2 separate regions of the Mus musculus genome follow, and region 2 is linked to region 1. A link is a contact called in public Micro-C data. All regions are on one chromosome and are shown on one strand. Each heading gives the region's core, a stretch centred on a gene start, on an enhancer-like site or on the middle of the called end of the contact. The rest is flanking DNA. Distances are from core to core; before and after follow the strand shown.

Region 1 (4,863 bases), core at 678-3,177:
GATATCTTCATGTAGCTAGCCCACAGTGCACTCAGCATGTTTCATACTCAGCATCTGTACATTTGACTTCTAATTGTGGTCCTTTAGGCATTTCTGTACTTGTCACTGTATATACTTACCCTCCTACCCAGTGAATTTTCTATTGCGGTGGTAAAACCAAGGCAACCTATGGAAGCACAGGTTTGCTTTGGGCTTATAGTTCCAGAGAGATAAGGTGCCATCACTCTCATGTGAGGGAAACATGGCAGCAAGCACCAGGAATGTCAGTGGGCACAGGGTGTCAGCGGGCACAGCAGCTGAGAATTCACATCTGAAATCCCAGACAGGAAGTAGACATAGAAAAGTTGAAATGACATAAAACTTTTGAAACCTCAAAACCTGATCCCAATGGCATACTTCCTCCAGCAAGGCTACATCTCCTAAGCTTCCCCAAATAAGGCTACCAACCATGGAGAATACAGAGGACCTCTCATTTAAACCAGCACAAGTTCCATTGCACTGTTAGTTTAAATTAATAATAGATGGCCACTTCCATGTGGAATAAAGGAACCTAGTTGTTATTATTACAGTTGTTAAGGTGAGGGGCAGGATAGTAAGCCTTCCTTGGAGGGCACTGGAGTCTTCTCACAAAAAAAATGAAATGTCAGGTTCTTAGGTAAACAACACCAAATTTCTGGGTGTTGGGGTGGGATAGGTGAAACAGGAGATACTCACTCTTGGCGTGGAAACTTATTAGAATTAATTTCTTCTGCCATACAGTTCATTGTAGAGTAAACAAGGTTGGAAAGAAAGTTCCCACAATGCTCTCAATACCCGCAACCAGAACTGGATAAGGTTTCCTAGGGTAATGAATCAAGTAGTAATGAAAAATGCACATATGTTGGCCACTTCCTCAGGTCAGAGATTTGGTAGAAATTGCTACAGCCTCCTTAAAGATACTGTCATTGCTCTGGCACAGATTTTTCCCTTTGTAAAGAGCTGACTGTCATGCAAGGTCTGGCATTCAAAGTAAAGGCTGAAGGAAAACAGCAGTGATGGCTTGGCGTTGCTCTCGCCCAGCCTTGGCTTGGAAGTTTGCTGCTTAACAGGAGGCTTATGAGTTTCTACGGTGTGTTGGGTGGAAACAGTCTATGTCTGGTGAATTTCACAAACAGATGGATATGCTCCTATTTCCAAGCATGCAATTCAGCCACTTGGACCCAGCAATAACTGCCACCCATTTCAAAGGGGCTGGTGTAATGCAGTCCTTCTATCTGAGCTCAGATCTATTACGAAAATCAAGCTGCATGTTTTTCCAGGTGCTACCATCTTGGAAACAAGGCACAGGGGAACTAAAAAATGTGCTTCAGAGCCTAATGTGAAAGCCTCCAATTAGGCTTTTATTCTTAAATCCAGTTACTGCAGGCTCTTTTGGCTAAAGTACACAGATCTACTTAATGTCTTCCAACCCTGTATATGCTGCTTTTACTACTGATGAGTTATTTTGAAAATGTTTTCTAAATGCCATTAAATTAAGTGGATATTTGACATTATAGTCTACTTTCGTTCCCTCCTCCCAACCCCCATCTGAGTGTGAAATTAGGCAATGCCTGTTGATTGTCAGGAAAACGAGTACAGCAGAATGACTACATAGCGAATAGTCTCACTGTCAGAAGATCTCTGAAACCAGACCAGGAAAAACAGCAACATGAAATTAAATGCCATTCGGAGACTCTGAATCCCTGTCTATCTGTCTCTTTATGACATTCTGTATTTCAGGCCAGATCTATTCTGTCCTCAACCCCAAAATGACATGAAGAGCAAAGAACAATTTTCCCACTGAACACTGTTATTCTGAATTATATTTTTAAAGTTTTTTGCCCAAGTTAGTCATATGTCTAAAAATGCATAGAGTATTCTCTTAAGCAAGAGTATGACTCAAATCCTCACCAAAATACTTGCAAAAGGATTCTGGCATGCTCTGTCTTTGAGTGGGGTTGAGCCTGGACCAAATAGTGGCGGAATGTTTTTTAAACAGAGGTTGCTCCTGAGATCCAGGCTTAGTTTATCTGTAGGATGAGGCAGTTCACTGGGCACTACATAAACTGTTCTGTGATACCAGGGAAAATAGAGCAGACACTGAAGGAGTCGACCCATCCTTGCTGCCAAATGTCTCCCCCTTGTCTTCTATGGTGAACTTGGAATCTGACCTTATCTTCTTTACCCCACCCCACCACTTGCCTTCAGTGTTCTCTGCATACAATCATATTTCATCCTGTCTCCCAGACTTTAATACAGCTGATTATAAATCTGGCTATTTCCATAACATTACAAACCTCCCAGCTTGTTCAGCAACCCCTATTCCCCTACTATCATGATCCTACAATGATACTCAACTGGTTTCTAAATGTTTCTGGAAGCTTCTACGGGAAGTTTTCTCTTATTTTCAAGCTGGATATCTTGCCTATTCTTTCCAAATTACTCAGACAAATTATCCATACTAAATAAACAAATTCCCTGTGGATTTTCTGGAAAAGGATGGGTTGGATTTTTAAAAATATGATTACTGTATGGTGCAAAAGCCCTTAAGTTGGTAGCACAGCCATCAAGAACCAGTGTGGCAACCTCCACAGCTAAGATTAAGGGAACATGAGGGACAAGTGGGTAGAAAGTGCCCAAAAGCCAGAGGACCAGGAAGTTTTGCCCTCTGCAAATCCTGTTGCAAGATTGTGTGACATAACAGGGGAGCTAGAACTTTAATACCTCAGTGATATGGCTGCCTAAATAAGATCAGAACAATGGCAATAGCAGCTGACATACTACCATACAGGGAAAGCTCATGAGGCCCCACATTCATAGGAAGAACTTGCTGCAGGCAATCAGTAACTGATAAGAGAGGGAAATTAGCCTTACCCAGGATGAGCCCCATAATTGGTTATCCAATGTCACGTGGTTGGCCATAGAATCATCCACATACAGGCAGCACTGAGCAGCTTAAACAGGTCGCACTTATATATTATGCATATATACGTAACAATATTTATTACAGAAGAAAGAAGTCATGAGTTTGAGAACGATCAAGCAGTGGAACATGGGAGGGGTTGGAGAGAGGTGTAAATGGTATAATTATGTTTAATTTTCAAAACTAGAAAAATTAAAAATGATCCATTGTCACTGGCAAGCTTTACCATGGAAAGACTAAAAGTGATATGATAGGTACCTACAAGTGGCTATTTAAACTGTTTTTAGCAAAAATCTTTTAAAAATACTGCTACTATGCAGCACTAAAGATATTGATAACAAAATTTATCAGTGCAGAAAACATAAACATTCAAATAATAAAAGAAAATGCCTATCTAATGATATTTAATATATTGAAATATAATATAGCCACATAAAAAACACATGTGACAAGAGCTGAGATTCAGATAGGTCAGAAATATTCCTCTCACTCTCCTAAAACATCAATTTGCTTTTATAAAATTCACATGAAGACTGAAGGTTCTTGTGAGAATGGGATTCAAAAGACATATTAAAAATTGGAGTATAGACATATTTAGTTATATCCGGTAAATTTTGTGTATGCTTCAACCGATATTTCTCATTAAAAGCCAATATCAGAGACATCATGGGTCCCTGAGTAATAGTTCATTCTGAGTTAAGCACATCATATCAAATTCAGAAACAGGGTCTGAAAGAGAAAGTCATGATTCTGCATTGAAAATATCAGTATAATTTCAATCTCTATCCATTTCTTCTGGAAAAGAAGAAACTGACCAAGCAAATGTAAGATCAAAATATTGCCATTTTTCCAAAATTACTTTCCAGAACTTGATGATAAGAGCATATTTGCTGAAGACACCACATGCCTTAGTCACGAAATATGGAGAAATAAGGCTGGTATTCAACAGAAAGTTTCATTCCTTCTGATTAACTTTCATAGTGCTGGAGTGTGCCAGGCTTGTTACCAGAGGGGGGCAATAGTCAATCTTACCCAGTGGTGAACTCTATGAACTACAATAATGGCTGGTTTGACACAATATTTCCTTGTTTTTGTACAATGATGACACAAATGGAATTAGAATATGCAAACACTTTCTGCCTGGCTCTAAGACTTGCTCCACAAAATGAAATCCATGCTTGGCTATTATAGCCAAGTGCCTATGGATATGTAGGTCAAAGGCCTTGGGGGAAAATATAGTACCATTACTCTGCAAACTATGCATTTAATCCCAGTGAATTATTGCTGTATCCATTACTGCATTTCTCAGCCCTCACCAGAAAAACTTCTATTTTTAGTAAATGGTCATTACCACAGAGATCCATAACTGGTCAAGATACAAAGAATAAAAGACTAAGAAATGTTCCACCTTAAATTGAACATTTATATCACACCCCTTCATCCCAATGTTCAGAGAGCATAGCAAAAGAGAGGTAGGATGCACTGAACAAAAAGTTAAAGGTGGAGGATGACTTTAAGAAAAGTGTTTTCTGGATACAACCAAGAAACTACAATAGGAAGACACAATGGTTTGTGACAGCATGCATAAAGCCTGTATAACCTTAAGACAGACAAAATTCCAGCAGAGAAAGGGAGGTGGACACAGAGTTCCATCCCTAGCAGAGGAGCTAATGGCAATAGATACCTCTTGGGAGAGGGAAAATAGATATTTTAAAGGGTGTGGCCCATAGTAGGTCAACCATGTCCCAGTGACATATTTAGGTATCATAGTTAGGGTTTTTTTTTTATTAGATATTTTCTTCGTTTAGATTTCAAATGCTATCCCAAAAGTTCCACATACCATCCCCTGCCATGCCCCCCCCCCCCCCAACCCACCTGCTTCCTGGTTCTGGCATTCACCTGTACTGGGGCATATTATCTTC
Region 2 (5,100 bases), core at 2,193-4,692, 160 kb after region 1:
TGGTCAGGTTAACAGTTCTAAATTGAGTTTCTTCTTATCAGCCTCATAAAACATTACTAAAAATGGTCCAACTTGCTATAATTCTGAGGTATTTATTAAACAGTTACTGTATGCCAGGTATTGTTCCCAGACCTGAGAAAATAACAATAAATAAAAACCAAAGGGGGGGGGGAGACAAGCCTTCTGTTCTTGTGACAGTTTCATTCAGTATGTGGAGGGGGGAGAGAGAGGGAAGGAGAAGGGGGAAGGAGATGGGAAAGGGAGAGATAACTAGATAATAACTGTATTATCTGTTGTGTTGTAACAAACTGTATAAACTGTTGTCTTTGTACATACAGCAGCCATAGAAATATGATAATGTGTGGATGGGGCGGTTACAACAAGACTTTGTGATAAAAGGCGGTGACCGTGATTTGATTGTCAGATTCTACTTTGCCTAAATAGATATAATAAATTATATTTAGAGATAATTAGAGAGGGAGAGAGAGAAGAGAGAGAAAGAAGGAAGGAGAGGAGGAAGAAGAAAGAAGAAGAAAGCTGACATGTTGCTGAACTCAAAGAGAAAAGGATGTTATAAAACATTAAACAAGGTGATGTAAGAAAGAATAAATGGGACAATCTACTTTGGGTGGTCATGGAAGTCCTCCCTCAGAAAGATAAATTGAACTGACATTTCAGCTGAGATAGAAATGTTCCTTGAAAAAGTTATTAATGGTGAGTATGGTTCACCAATCCGTGATTCCAGCATTTTAAAAAACTGAAGCAAAAGAATGGTGAAGTTTAGATCAGCCTGGGAAACATGGTAAGATTAGCTCTAAAACACAGGTATACAAATAATAAAACATAAAACACTGCAAGGAACTAGGTCATACACAGAGAAAACAATAAAATTCATTGTGTTTTAAGATGTAGAACAGAGTGGGCAAAGTAGAATCTGACAATCAAATCACGGTCACCGCCTTTTATCACAAAGTCTTGTTGTAACCGCCCCATCCACACATTACCATATTTCTATGGCTGCTGTATGTACAAAGACAACAGTTTATACAGTTTGTTACAACACAACAGATAATACAGTTGTATTATCCTCAAAGCACAAAATATTTAGTTCCTTTACAGAAAATATTTGTTTATTCTTGAATTAGGACAATGTGCATTCTCTCAAAGGAAACAACAGGAAGCCCAGGAAAAGGCACAGATTTCCAACATGGCACAGAAGAACGTGTTGCTGATTCACAATGTTGGCATTATTGGCCAAGTAACAGAGCAGGTATAGGAGCTGCTCATAGAACTGAGCAGGCATGGAAATGTTCTGTCTCCTTGAACAGTTCCTCAACAACCTCACAAGTGCTAAATGGAAAATGTTGGTGGATTTCAAGAAGTCCTGAGAATTCTCTTTGTAAAGATTGTTTGGAATCTCAAGTCTGTGATTCCATGGTTACACTGGCCAGGACAATACAACACAACACAACTCAACACATTCCAAAGAATCTAAACCCCTCCATATTAATGCTGTACCTTCATTTTATGCATCCCTTTATGTCACTGTATTACCTGCCACTCCACTGCAGTGAGGGATAATTTGCCACCAGGAAACTCTTTACACTTACTTTGTATTGAGTATCATCTACACAATTTGTGATTTCTAAAGAGTTGAGTTGGTCAGGACGATTCTGGCCACATAGAAGCTGTGATGTTACAAAACTTCCATAGCAGAATCTCCTACTCAAAAGGATAATAATTTTTAAAAACTCAGTTGAGTTGAGACATTCAGCTCTTGTACTTCAGAGCCAGCTGGTCATTTAACACACATTCCATGCACAGGAAATGTCCATGTATCACAAACCTCACTAAATAACTATGACAATAAGCTCAAGAATGTTATGGTCAAGGACACAAACAGAGCAAAAGGATTTGGGGAGTTGTTCCAAGAAGAACCACAATTTGATTCTTGGTATTTCATGGTGCAGAACAATAACTAGCTGGTAAAGGAAGCAAGGGTGATAATACAATGTCTGACCAAATTCTAACTTACATTACTAAGTTGTTGAAGAAGTGGATGATAATAATGAGCCTCTTGTCCATGACACACGACCATCTGTTAGGACCACTAGGGACCAAGGAGCAATGCATTTGATTGAGCAGATAAAGAAAAATTATATAGCAGAAGTTTAAAAGAGAACTGGATGAGTTGTTGTATGCTTTTGAATATTTTACATAAGAAAGCATGTCTCCATGTGCAGTAAACAGTGTAGCACAATCTCTATGGAGCTCCTGTAGAAGAAAGTTCCTGCTGGTTTAGGCCACAGTACAGGCTGGAGTGAAACTTAACTTGAAACAATTTGTATGAAGTTGGATGTTCATCGGACCTTGAAAATGGTCAATTATATGCTTGTTGAATGAATGAATTTGTGTCCTGGCAAAAATAAAAATTTATGCCAAGGATAAGATATGCTAGTAGAACGGTGGATGGCCTCTTCTTCATGGTTTCTTCTGTGTGCCGTGTTTAGTCTTGCCTGTGCATCATGTTTCTCACCTGCCCAAGGTAGTCACTGACAGTAAGGGAGTTACAAGAAGAGAGGTGGTACCACACCAGGATTACTATTAAATCACAAAATCCTTATGTCTCAAGCATCTTTGGAAATTTTCTGGCCATATAGTTTTGTTTTGTTTTGTTTTTTTAAGTCAGGAACTGAGCAGTCCTGCCCCAAATTAAATCCTAATAAAACTTTGACAAAAATAAAAGAAAGAAGAAAGAGAGGGGGGAGGGGAGGGAGGGAGGGAGCAAGAAAAGGAGGGAGGAAGGAAGGAAGGGAGGGAGGGAGGGAGGGAGGGAGGGAGGGAGGGAGGGAGGGAGGGAGGGAGGGAGGGAAGAAACTAAGACAGATGTTTGTGTGTGAGTACCTCTGTGGTATATCTCCAACTCTCAATACCTATAAATTAAGTATACTTGATTAAGTATATTAAATTTATTTAATTTAAGTATATTAAAATCACCTTTTTCTTCTTTTCTCTTATGTACTACTAATTGGTCTCTTATGTAGTACAAACATCGTGTGGTATGCGTGTGTGTGTGTGTGTGTGTGTGTGTGTGTGTGTGTGTGTGTGTTAGGGCTGGGAATTGAACTTAGGGTCTTAACACATGTTTTAATAGCTTCACTTGGTGAGTTTAAACCATGGCAATGCTGTCTGACCCACTGAGCACAGTTGCCAAGGTTTTGAATTTCACTGCTAAAGTACATGTAATCTGAAAATCCTGCTCCTCTTGGCGTTCGATATTACCTTGTTCAACTAAAAGCCTGTTGTGCTAATGAAGGCATCTACCCAGATTGGGAATGAGCCTCCTCTAGAAATCAGTAGGAAACAGGGTGCTGGGCTTCCCTCACTGCTGTTATCTCCTGGATTTCCTTTGCCTAAGTTTTATCTTTTGAAAAGGCTCAGAGCACGGCAGCGCCTCCTGCACATTCCTGGAATCAGCTGCAGGCTTTGTGGGTGAGTAAAAGTCTGTGGTCTTTCCTGATAAATCAGCGGAGGAACAATTGCTAAATTACACTCCATCTCCTAGGAGGAAAGAAAGCATAATGTAGCCAGAGCTGTTTAAGAAGCCAGGCTTAGTCTGAGCTAAGTATACATTGCATTTGAAATGTCCCTCAAGTCCCATGTGCTAAAGATTATCTTCTAGAGTGGTACTATTCCTAGGCTAGGGAAAAGTCTAGTCTTTAAGAGGTAGCTTGTGTTGGTCACTGAAGTCATGTCCTCAAAAGAGGTTATGATTCCTAGAAGATAAAAAGACAATCTACAGAATATAATAATGGGAACCTAGTGGGCAATTAGTATGTAACAGTGACAGAATATATATATCTCAGGACTGGGAGAGCTAGCTCAGTAGGCAAAACACTTGCCTCCCAAACATGAAAATCTGAGTTTTAATCTCAGAACCCATACTTGTAATTGTCCATACTTGTAATTACAGCTCTAGGGAGGCAGAGATGGGAGGATTCCTGGAGCTCCCTGAGCAGCTGGCCTAGCCCAGTGGATGAGCTCTGTGCCAATAAAAGGGTCTGTCTCAAAGGAGCTGGGCAGGATTCCAGAGCATAATAGTTTCAGTTGTCCTCTGACCTCCATGTGTTTCATGTACACATGGACTCGTGTACTGTTCTTCATGCACTCACATGCATGTTACATAAACACACAACACTTCCTTCCCTCCCCAAAAGCTGCTCCATACAGTCAAAGCTTTATTAAAGAAAATCTCGTCTCTCTTGAAACATCAAAATATTTTCTTATTAAATTGAGTCTATATGAGGACTTGTCAATAGAAAAATCGTTGCAATTTGCAACCTTGTTTCTTTCTGTTGTGTTATATCCTTGTTAGCAGTATGGTGCTCAGTAAGTTAGAGGAATTCAATAAACAACTATTGAGAAAAGGAATGTGAAAATGAGTGAGCTAGTTATAAAAGACATTTTACATAGCATCTATGAGCATCCTCTGTCACTAATGTTCCAGAAGATACAAGGAAAACACACTTGAGGAAAAAACAAAAGCCTGGCCCTTACCATAACTTTATGCACTTCCAGAATGAACCAACATGAAGAAGAACACAAAATTACAGGTAACACTAGAGGAATTATACACTTCTAAACATCTTCACCATCTTTCTTGATTTGCACAGACATAGAACTATTATAAAATCTCTGTACTAGTTTTTAGAAGTTTTTTGGTGCATCTGGTCCCAACTCCCCTGGTCTCTGTCCCATGTTAATCTGTGTTCTCCTGGTCTCTGTCCCATGTTAATATGTGTTCTGACACCTTCTTCCATGCTGTAAACTGGCTTCATCAAACAACTTCACCTCATGGTTATTGTTGAGTTTTCAGTTGGGACCAACCAGCTGGAGTTGAATTTTTTTTTCTTTACGCTGTACAAATTGTCATACATTAAAGCTGAATTTCAAAAACATCTAAGCTGTGTCAGATCTAGGTTCAGGACTCCATGCATTTAATTAGTCATTAAGACATTCTCCAGGAGACTTCAATGTTCTCATCCCTTTCTGTTGACAGATACTTGTGACAGATACTTTACCACTCAGCTGCAGAATGAA

The links. A called contact is a pair of places that touch in the nucleus more often than the background predicts.
Region 2: a contact with region 1 is called in a Micro-C map of muscle stem cells, with 5 times the contacts expected there. The contact joins two enhancer-like sites. A contact is called at or near these places in 2 of 484 Hi-C or Micro-C datasets (muscle stem cells and nephron progenitors) and 1 of 115 datasets of contacts at active chromatin or transcription factors (embryonic fibroblasts).

What each region holds. Positions count from the first base shown.
Region 1 is chr4:10,241,169-10,246,031 of GRCm38.p6, forward strand. No RefSeq gene overlaps it. Among named protein-coding and RNA genes, the nearest start is that of Gm35008, 96 kb to the left of the region's middle. Within about 2 kb of position 1,928, at least 18 of the 459 cell types and tissues checked have an H3K27ac peak or open chromatin away from gene starts, as enhancers often do. A contact at or near this core is called in muscle stem cells, where this site is marked.
Region 2 is chr4:10,401,244-10,406,343 of GRCm38.p6, forward strand. The region is part of intron 2 of Gm46879 (a long non-coding RNA gene); the gene reads right to left. Among named protein-coding and RNA genes, the nearest start is that of Gm46879, 6.2 kb to the right of the region's middle. Within about 2 kb of position 3,443, at least 15 of the 459 cell types and tissues checked have an H3K27ac peak or open chromatin away from gene starts, as enhancers often do. A contact at or near this core is called in muscle stem cells, where this site is marked.